Linked DNA regions of Mus musculus: region 2 is linked to region 1. The links are chromatin contacts, called in public ChIA-PET maps. All regions are on one chromosome and are shown on one strand. The core of a region is the stretch at or near the end of the contact, and the rest is flanking DNA. Distances in the headings are between cores, read along the strand shown.

Evidence for each region. ChIA-PET counts read pairs in DNA pulled down with a chosen protein or histone mark.
Region 2: a contact with region 1 is called in an RNA polymerase II ChIA-PET map of memory CD8 T cells, with 115 read pairs. The contact joins two enhancer-like sites. A contact is called at or near these places in 1 of 15 datasets of contacts at CTCF or cohesin (pro-B cells), 4 of 484 Hi-C or Micro-C datasets (B cells, CD8 T cells, the G1E-ER4 cell line and 1 more), 3 of 115 datasets of contacts at active chromatin or transcription factors (effector CD8 T cells, embryonic stem cells and memory CD8 T cells) and 2 of 9 other capture datasets (adipose tissue and embryonic stem cells).

The regions. Positions count from the first base shown.
Region 1 is chr17:80,320,946-80,325,604 of GRCm38.p6, reverse strand. The region is part of intron 1 of Arhgef33 (Rho guanine nucleotide exchange factor (GEF) 33); the gene reads right to left. Among named protein-coding and RNA genes, the nearest start is that of Arhgef33, 16 kb to the right of the region's middle. Within about 2 kb of position 1,789, at least 39 of the 459 cell types and tissues checked have an H3K27ac peak or open chromatin away from gene starts, as enhancers often do. A contact at or near this core is called in CD8 T cells and memory CD8 T cells, where this site is marked.
Region 2 is chr17:80,389,635-80,394,555 of GRCm38.p6, reverse strand. It overlaps Sos1 (SOS Ras/Rac guanine nucleotide exchange factor 1), which reads left to right. Exons shown (of 22, transcript NM_009231.2): 22 at 1-804. It also overlaps a transcript of Arhgef33 not described here. Among named protein-coding and RNA genes, the nearest start is that of Gm10190, 19 kb to the right of the region's middle. Within about 2 kb of position 2,710, at least 67 of the 459 cell types and tissues checked have an H3K27ac peak or open chromatin away from gene starts, as enhancers often do. A contact at or near this core is called in CD8 T cells and memory CD8 T cells, where this site is marked.

The sequences.
Region 1 (4,659 bases), core at 540-3,039:
GATGAAATGCAGTGTGTACTTTCTGACAGATAACTTCACTTGTTTGTGTATCCTCAGACAGAGCCCCATTAAGTAGCCCCGATTAGCCATAAACTTGGAATTCTTCTCACTCAGCCTGTCACACCAGCACACCTGACACTAAGTAAAAGTTAGGTGGCGAGATGGGCTGCATTCTAGACATTGGAGAATTGGTTCCTTTAAAAGCTGAAAAGAAATTAAGCAGAACAAATATCTGTGGGAAGGACCAAAAGGAGGGTAAGCCAGGTTCGGGGTCACACGCCTGCAATCTCAACCCTCTGGAGGCTGAAGCAGAAGGCTTTTTGAGTTCAAGGTCAGCTCAGGCAACATCACAACACTCTGAGAAGAGGAGGGGAGGGGAAGGGAAGTGAGAGGAAAGGAGGGGAGTATGGGGGGGGGGAGAAAAGGACGGTCCGTTATCGATCCTTTCAAATAAAGTCCAAATAATATCCTAGGAAAGTCTTAGAGATAGCAATGACTTGTATATAATCTCCTGCAAGTAAGATGTAATATGTAAACCACTGAGGTCGTTTTAGGATTCTGATATTAAATCTACTCTAAGATGATGAATTCTCACGTATCTTAAATAAAATACCATAAACAACGGATAGTACTGTGACAAATATAATTTGCTCTAGAATATCTTTATAAGTCTGTTCATATAACTCTGTAATCAACATAATAAAAGGAAGCAAGAAGTATAATGTGACCCCTGGAAGTCACCTAATGAGAGAAAACAAATCTCACAGTGTGTAAGTACACGGGGTTTAAACAACGCTGTCATGAGGGCTGAAGAGATGGGTTAGCACTGGCTGGCTGCTTTCAGAGGACCCAGGTTCAATTCCCAGCACCCACGTGGTAGCTCAAGTCACATGTAACTCGAGGCCCAGGTAATCTGACTCCTTTCCTGGCTTCTGTGGGCGTCAGGCGCAGAGTGAGTTACATAGACATGCATGCAGGCAAAGCACTCATACATGGGAATTTTCTAAATGCATAAATGAAGGCATCTCAAAGATAATGTGTTTTTTACGCCTATGTCAAAACTGAATCACCAAATATATAGCTAGCTTTGACTACACATCGGGCTCCTCAGGTGAGAGCACTCAACCTCCTCCCCGCTCCAACCACACTCCCCAAAGGGCCTCAGGTGCTCTCAAAAAAAAAAAAATCTGAGAAAGCAATGTGAATTTTCACCCAGCAGACTATGAGAAACATGGTATTTACTACAGATGCCATTCAAAATAATGATTAGAAGAGTCATTCAGGGGTCAAGTGCGGGTCCTGGGTTTGTTTCCCAATACCAAAACTTAGTGGATAGACTGGCGAGGAAAACAAAACTATTTTATTCTATCAGCAGCGCAAAGTTCCCCTAAGAGAAAGCCTGCACCCAGCAACGGGCTTGAAGAACCAAGAGTCAGCAGGACTCCTAGACAACTCTCACTTTCCAAACCAACTCTGGTTCCCCACCACAGCCCTGGTGTGTCCAGAGCCAGCGGGAATCTAGAGAAAGCACTCAGAGCGGACCATTCCTTAGCTCAGGAGCACAGATCTTCCTTATATCAGAATGTGAACGGCCATTGGTCCTCCGAGCTACTCCATTGCCACGTTATTATCTTGCTTACTTGGGATTGGGTAATTTGGCTGAGTTGATGTGTCAAGACCTGGCAGGAAGAGAAGCGTGACGGCCTGCTCTCTCACGGCCAGTGCCTGCTCTGAGGTGAATGAGTACATGTTTAAGCCTCGTGTGAGATAACACAACTCATCAAAACTCAGGCCCTTCTTCCGGGGGCCCCTCTGTCTCTTGTTGTTGCTTGGTATACCTGAGTGTGTCAGAGTGGCTTTTGATAGCCTGGGTATTTCCTGAGCTGTGGTTCTGGCAGGAAGGTTCTGTGGCTCTTTCTACCCTGACTAGATTTTTTTCTGTCTCTGTCTCTCAAACATGTTGCCCAGCTGGACTCAGCTAAGGAGAAGCCTCTCAGGGGCTCTCAGTGAGAGGGAAAGCTCATGCCTTTCCTTCCAGCCCATGGGAGATCTCTGTGAGTTCAAGGCCAACCTGATCTATATAGTACGTTCCAGACCAGCCAGGGCTACATAGTGGGACTCTGTTACAAACAAACAAACCATCAATTTAAATAAAAAACAAAGTGACATCGCACCTGGTAAGGCCACCTGCAAGTGAAGAAGAACAACTAAAGACCCTTAGAGATATTCAGAGGGACAGTCCTGGCCTCCAGAGAAAGTTTCCTCCAGCCAGGAAAAGCCTGTTTGCAGAGACAGGGGTGGAGATCAATTGGGGGAAACTAAGTAGTCAGTCAGTCGTCCTGGGGAATTACCCCATCTGCTGAAGCAGAGAAATTTCAGGTCTCGCAAGTCCCAAATGAGGTGGCTGAGTCCATGCACTTTGTAAAATAGCTCATCAGCCACCAGGGCCTATTCTAGGTGAGAGGGGAAAGCAGGTTATTGCTGCCTCTCCTGGGAGAAGGTTTTTCATCATTCCGATAAAACGGCATCCAATTTGGATCTGCCTTTGGCACTTTGGGGGCTGCTAGGAAAACAGTAAAATGCAGTCTTCAGAGTGATTGTACCTTCCCACCATTGCCCAAGTGAGCAGACTCCAGAAGCTGGGAATCAGAGACAAAGTTTGGAAAATCTCTAACTTCAGAAACACATGGGTCATAGTCAGTGTACCCTGAGGGCCAGTGATACCCTGTGGCCACTAATACTGTTACCTCATCCCTCAGAGTCCTCATCTACAAGTCATGTGCAGCTCACCTAAAGACCTCAGTCCTTACAGGTCCCTGCCTGAACCCCCAGCCTCAGGCAACTCAAGTCCTGCTCACCCCCAAAGGGCAGCTATCCCCCATGGCCTCCAGGAAGTGGATGGTGCAGATTTTTGTTTGTTTTGTGAAGCCGGATCTCTAGTAGCCCAAGCTTTCTGTGCGGTGGAGGATGGCACTGGGCTGAACCGGTGATCCCCCTGCCTCTGCTTCCTAAGTGCTGGGATTATAGGAGTACACCTCCACCTTTCTTTTTATGCAGTGCCGGGGTTAAGTGCACGCTTGACAAGCCCGCTACCAGCTCTACCCTAACCCTGCCTCGTGGTTAACTGTCACCTCTCCTTACTAACTCATCATTCTTAGAACCCAGTGGCACAGACTTAAATATAAAACAGTCCTTATCTTAGACAGGCTCAGCTAACCTTGGCTAAGCTCCAACTTGTTACATAGCCATGGAACTTCTGCTCTTCCTGCCTCCACCTCCTGAGTGCTGAGATTATCCACGCCTCACCAAGCTTACATTTTCTTAATCAATGACCAGTGTGTATTTTCTTCATTACTTTTATTATTTTATATTTTCATCTTATTTCATGTATGATTTCCCCTGCCCCAGACTAAGACCAACTGAATCCAACCTATTCTTTTTTAGAGAATGGGTAAGACTTGACACATTGGTACAAGTCACAATGGTAAACTTGACCTATAAGGAATACTCCTGGCTAAGCCTCCTGAGTACTAAGAATACAGGCATGCACTCCACACCAGACTATAGTCAAATGCATACCTATCTTACAGTTAGTTGGCTGTTTTCGGAACAAAGAGAAGAGGACAGCCCTTCTATCAAGAGTCCAGAACAAGAACAGACAAACTCTATCAAGTTGTCCTCTGACCCCCACGTATGTGTCTTCTGTACTCCTTGCCCCATACAAATAAGTAATGACTGTAATGACCAAAGGCAAAGGGGGCCCAGAACTGAACCAGGTGTGACAGTGCAGCCTTGGGAGGCTGAGGCATGGTGAAAAGTTCCAGGCCACCCTAGGTTACATAGTGAGACCTTTTCTCAAGTAACGCTGTAATACGTGGCAGCTAGATTATGTTCAAATTCCTCAGTGTCTTGTTTTAATTTCCTGATTTGGAACAAGTTAGGACACAAATTAGTAAACAATAGGACAGCGGGCACTGTAGCACACACCTGTTGGCTCACCTAAGTCCGGGAATTCAAGGCCAGCCTGGGAAACATGAGAGAGACCCTGACTCTAGAAGTGAGTAAAGTGCTCCACCCTCTCCCTCCTCACTGAAGTACATATTTCTTGTCTCTCAGAAAGTTGGAAAGAAATCCCACTCAAAGGCCCTATAACTCTAAAACGCTGAGGCTCATTCAGCAGGGCTTCTCCAAGCATTGCTCAGTGGCATGGGGTACCACACCAAAGAGTCTCTTCCTGGCCCATGCACCCCCATTAGTCCTCTCTCTGTCTCTGTCTCTGTGTGTGTGTGTGTCCCTCTCTCTGTCTCTTTATCTTTCACTGTCTCTTCCCTCTCCCCCTTCCTCTCCCCCCTCTCTCCCCCCTCCCTCTCCCTCTCCCTCTCCCCCTCCCTCTCCCCCTCCCCCTCCCCCTCCCCCTCTTCCTCTTCCTCTCCGTTCCCCCATTCTCCCCTCCCTCATTGACACTGTAATCCAAGCTGGTTATGCTAAGCAGCTCATAGTTGTTCTTTTCTAGGTCTTCTTGTTTTGGTTTGGTTTTAGTTGTTTGATTTTAGCATTCAGGTAAAAGTAGGAGAAACTGATTTGTTTGTTTATTTGTTTTCTCCTCCTCCTCCTCCTCCTCCTTTTCTGGTAACTGAATAGCCTAGGTATATTTAACTT
Region 2 (4,921 bases), core at 1,461-3,960, 68 kb before region 1:
CTGGACTACATTCAAAGAACCAAGATACACAAAAGATGCAAGTTGTATGTGTGTGGCTTAGAGTGCACCTGTGCAGATGCATGCCGCCTTCAGTAGCTGCCAAATGTGCCTTTAATTAAAAACATCTCTAATTTTTTTTTTCTTCAAATCAAGTCAGCATTTGGGGACGTGATTAGGGCAAGGGACTTGGGGGTACAAATATCTGGTGAAATCACCAGAGAATTTGTTTGTCAAAGTGACATGTGTAATTTTAGTTGAGATATGTCTGTGTATATATGCGTATTTGCCTTTGTTTAGGAGCACGGTTATTTGCTGAAATAATTGTTAAAAAATGCTGTCAGTCTTACTTTGATGTAAAGAACAAAGTGTGGTCTGTACATCTAATAATGACCTTTGTACCTAACCATGTTTGTTGGTGATCTTTGTATTCTGTGTGCAGCAATATTTGGTTTGTGTTAAAGTGAAAATAATGGCTGTTATTTTTCTGGCATTACTAAGATAAATTGAAAAATAATAAAGAAAAATACCTTATATAGCCTATAAGTGTGTTATTTTGCAAGCATTATTTTCGAGGGCAGTACTTGGAAGTTGTTAGTGATTCTAGTTTAGCTTATATTTGACCAGGTAGGTTGATCTTTGGGTATACACAGGATGACGTTTCAGAGGCAGTCACATTTCCAAAACAATGAGCTTAGGCGGTGCACCCAGCTGGGGTCGTTTGACATGAAAGAGCTTAAGGTTGTATCTAAAGAATTTTGTAAATACAGTCACTCAAAATGTATCATAAAATAAATATATTAAATGATTATTAGATTCAGTCCATTTATTTCAAAGTAAAGGCAAGCCAGGCCTTGTGGTACAGGTCTGAGAGCCCAGCTACTGGGGAGACTGTGTCAGGATATTATTCAAGGCATACCTGGGCAACTGTGAGTTCAAGGCCATCCTAGAACCTGTCTCAAAATAAAAAGGCAAATGGGGGTGGGTGCTGCTCAGTGATAAGAGTGCTTGCTGACAGTGAAGCCCGGGTCTCATCCCCTGTACCAGAGAGAGTAAAGCAAATAAAGAAGCAAGGTAAGTGAGGCCTAGGCAAAGGGGTGTATAAGGCCCTGACTGGGACAGAGGCTCAGGGCCCCTGGTGCTCGGAGGAGGGAGGGCCCGCATGGATGCCTGCAGTGCTGACTCCTGGCATGTATTATCGAATGGATTCTAGGCCTTCGATCGGGTTTACTAACTGTAAGTAAGATTAACACTGATGTTGGTGAGATTCGCCTTTCTGCTTTATAATCAAAAGTAAGTGCTAGGTCATCGAAGAGGAGAGAGAGCCTTACGTCGCTTCCGTTCTAAAACAGAACTAAAGAGGCCTTCTCCACATTTGAGCCTGAATTTCTGCACCTTTGATAGACTACAAATCCTGAAAAGCAATTTATGGCCACACTAACCTTTTGGGACCTTTAATAGCTGGTTTCATTGCCTTGATAAGTGATTAAGAAATGTAAGATTCCCAGTGGCAGAGTAAGCAAGTGTGGAGCAGACCTGTCTATTCTGCTTCTAGTACTCCCTGGGTGAATGACTGACATGCGCAACACAATGTCTTCCACAAAGCACTTGACACTTTTTTTTTAAATGGCAAATAAAAGTATAAAGGATGAGTCTGCTTTAGAAAACTCTAAAGAGGTTGGCTGTCTGTCCTGACATCCTATGATTTGATTCAGTATGGCTTTCTGTGCTGTTTATCACTATGCAGATTGGTTTTGAGTGACCTTAAATTATAAGCATTTGATAAGAGCCCATTTGACTATTCAGCCACAAATAAATATTGGTCTTACAGAACTGATGTTAGAACATAGGAATGAAGAAAAATCCATTTCATGGGATTTACGAGCTAGTATAAATATGTAGACAATATTTTATAAGTAGAATATTGTACATTAAAAATGTAACTACAGGGCAGTGGTGGCGCAAGCCTTTGATCCCAGCACTTGAAAGGCAGAGGCAGGCAGATCTCTGAGTTCAAGGCCAGCCTGGTCTATGGAGGACAGCCAGAGCTACACAGAGAAATTCTGTCTTGAGAAAACAAACAAAACAAATGTAACTGTTATGAAGAGAAAAGAGGACTGGTGAGTAGAAGTGTGGAATTTAACTGTAGTGATTAGTTAGCCTCATAGAGGTACACAAACCTTCCAAGAGGTGAAATAATGAGACATCTAAGTGGCTCAGGCAAGAGCCAGTTCAATAGTTCAGAGGCAGGGGCATCCTTGGTATATCTGAGAGCACCGAGGCTGCTAGTGTAGGTGAGAAATGGATATGGATAGACTATAAAGAGGTGCCACTGGGAGTTAAGCACTGAAGATCACTTAAAGCTTTAAACGCCATTGTCATCATTCTTAGAGCCCGTCCCCAACCTGGGCATCACCGCTCCAGGGAGGACTTGAATGGCCTTTCACAGGGTCACCTAAGACTACTGGAAAGCACAGATATTTACATTACAATTCATACAGTAGCAAAACTACAGTTAGGAAGTAGCAACGAAAATGATTGGCTGGGAGTCAGCACATGATATTAAAGGCTTGCAGCAGGCGCAAGGGTGAGAGGCGCTGACTTGGGTTGGGGCTGAAGCATTGGCAAGATCCACTTTACACTCACTGTGTGTGGGGAAGGACTAAAGTAAGAGCACGAGGGGGCGGACGAGGGCAGCGGAGCGGAAGCCAGGGCAAAGACTGAGTCGGGACCGTATCAGACCACGCCCACTTCACCACAGCCCGAACATCCTGACAGACACAAACCCAGAGCTGTCAAAGCCAACTTCAAGGCTTGAGGCCAGAGCAACACGAATGAAGATTACCACTAACTGAGGTGGGGAAGATACTGTGGGAAAGGCTTAGATATAAGTTTGAACATTTAAAAAAGTAAATCTGACATCAAAGGAAACCACAAATCCCAGAATGCTTAGCAGCCACAAGTCCTAAAGCCACTTCTGTTTCTAAATCACTGTGTGACAAGGAATCCCAACTTTACTGGAAGCATTGCTGTTTTGGGCTCTTGTAGAAACTTACTAATGGCAATGTTTTGTGAAAAAGTTAGTATAAACACTAGATAATTTTATTGTCCTAAGACTGTTATCTAAGACATTTAGTCATTCATTTGTCAGGGCTTGCAATTGATTTTTTTTCTTGAATATAAAATCAGTTTGCCAGTTAATAAGGAATACTTGCCATGTGTATGAATGTACTTTAATAAAATTTCAATGCAAAGCGCTTATTACATAGGTGACAAATTTAGGAATTCAAAATCTCAGAATAGCTAAATGTAAATGCAGCTCTGTGGACCAAGCCCAAAGTCACCCCACTCTAACAGGACTGAGGCAGTTCTGGGAATCCGGGAATCACAGTGTCATCGCTGAGATGACATAAGAAAGACGAGGTGGAAAAGCAGTTAGCCATCAGCTACCACAGAATTCCACTTCAGGAGTTTCATAAACAATCTAGCTTCAATCTCAGATGAGCTTAAACTCTTACAAAATGAAATAGCCCAGCAAAAGAACCTTAGCATTGTAACCCACACATCCCTTTCTCAGATGGTCCAATTCTGAACTCCGAGAAATAACATGCTCCTTGCGTGGGCTTGTATGTAGACTCTTCAAGGCTGCAAGTCACTCCTGGGACCTCCTAGCAGGAAAGTCTGCATCTCTGGTAAAGTGGCTTCATTCTCCTATCACCCGGATCATTTCCTGCAGACACCAGTGGTCAGAGGGCTGGAGACCAGAGGTAGAGCAACTGTCTCACCTTGACTTCATCCCTAACTCGTCATTAAGCCAAATATCACGGTCACTAAAGCCCCCACCTCCCCTTTCAGCTTACAGTGCTATCTAGAAAGATTATGGAATGCGCCAGAAGGAAACAGAGTAACCCATTACTCTTTTCATTGGAGAAGTGTTTTAGTATCAGTGAGAGTGGCATGATATCTTTAATTGGTTCTGAAGATGTCTGTATCTTCTCCTCTGATTGGCGTTTTCCTTAAACAGAAATGTGAGGGACTGAGCTGACGGTGCTGAAGTTTGGCCATATGCAAAGTGGAAGTGATTTATGAAGCATTAAAAAAAAAAGCAAGCATAGCCTTGCCCTTGAGAGGACTTGCTGTCTTAATAGGAAGGTAAGACAAATCTCAAAAGATGAAGTAGTCACACCACACAGGATCTCAGAAAGATGAGGCCTTCACGTGGATCTTAAGGATCCGCTCAGCGGGAAGAGGCAGAGCGAGGCTGTGAAGCTGACTGAGCTGGAAGGGCATGGCTCAGAGGCGGTGGAGAGCCTGGGTTAGTTGCATTCCTTTATGCAGAACCGCGGTCAGAAAACTAAAAGTCCTTATGGAGAGTGACCCTAAACCACCGGTGATGGCGAGGACTTGGGAATCTGAGCACAGACAAGAGCTGTGTTTGGTATGTGGATGTGCTGGGGATCTGGGAAGCAGGAGCGCTCAGAGGTGCAGGAAGAACTGCACTCACCCAGCAGCCAGTTATCAGGAAGTAGGGACCCAGACTGGCCACATTACTATTAGCTTAATAATATACAATAGTGGTCTGCAGATAGAGACAGGGTGTGCTGTCAAAATAAAATCTGAAAGGCGTGTAATATTTTAAAACTTTCTAGTAACCTACTGTTTTGATGACAAGCAGGTTATGAAAGGAAGAGAATTCTTATTTTTGTTTGTCGTTTAATTGTTTTACTCTCCACATCCGGTTGATTGGCATTGTGCTTTTAATCACTGCCCAGAACAATTTTAGCCTGGTAAAAACCTGATTTCAGTGGTCTATTAAATTCCAGGAAATGAAAACCTTAGCTGATATTTAAATATTGAAACTCCAAAAAATTTGTAGTAATCCTTTATATGTTTCACATATTTAATTGTATGCTGACAGCTGTGT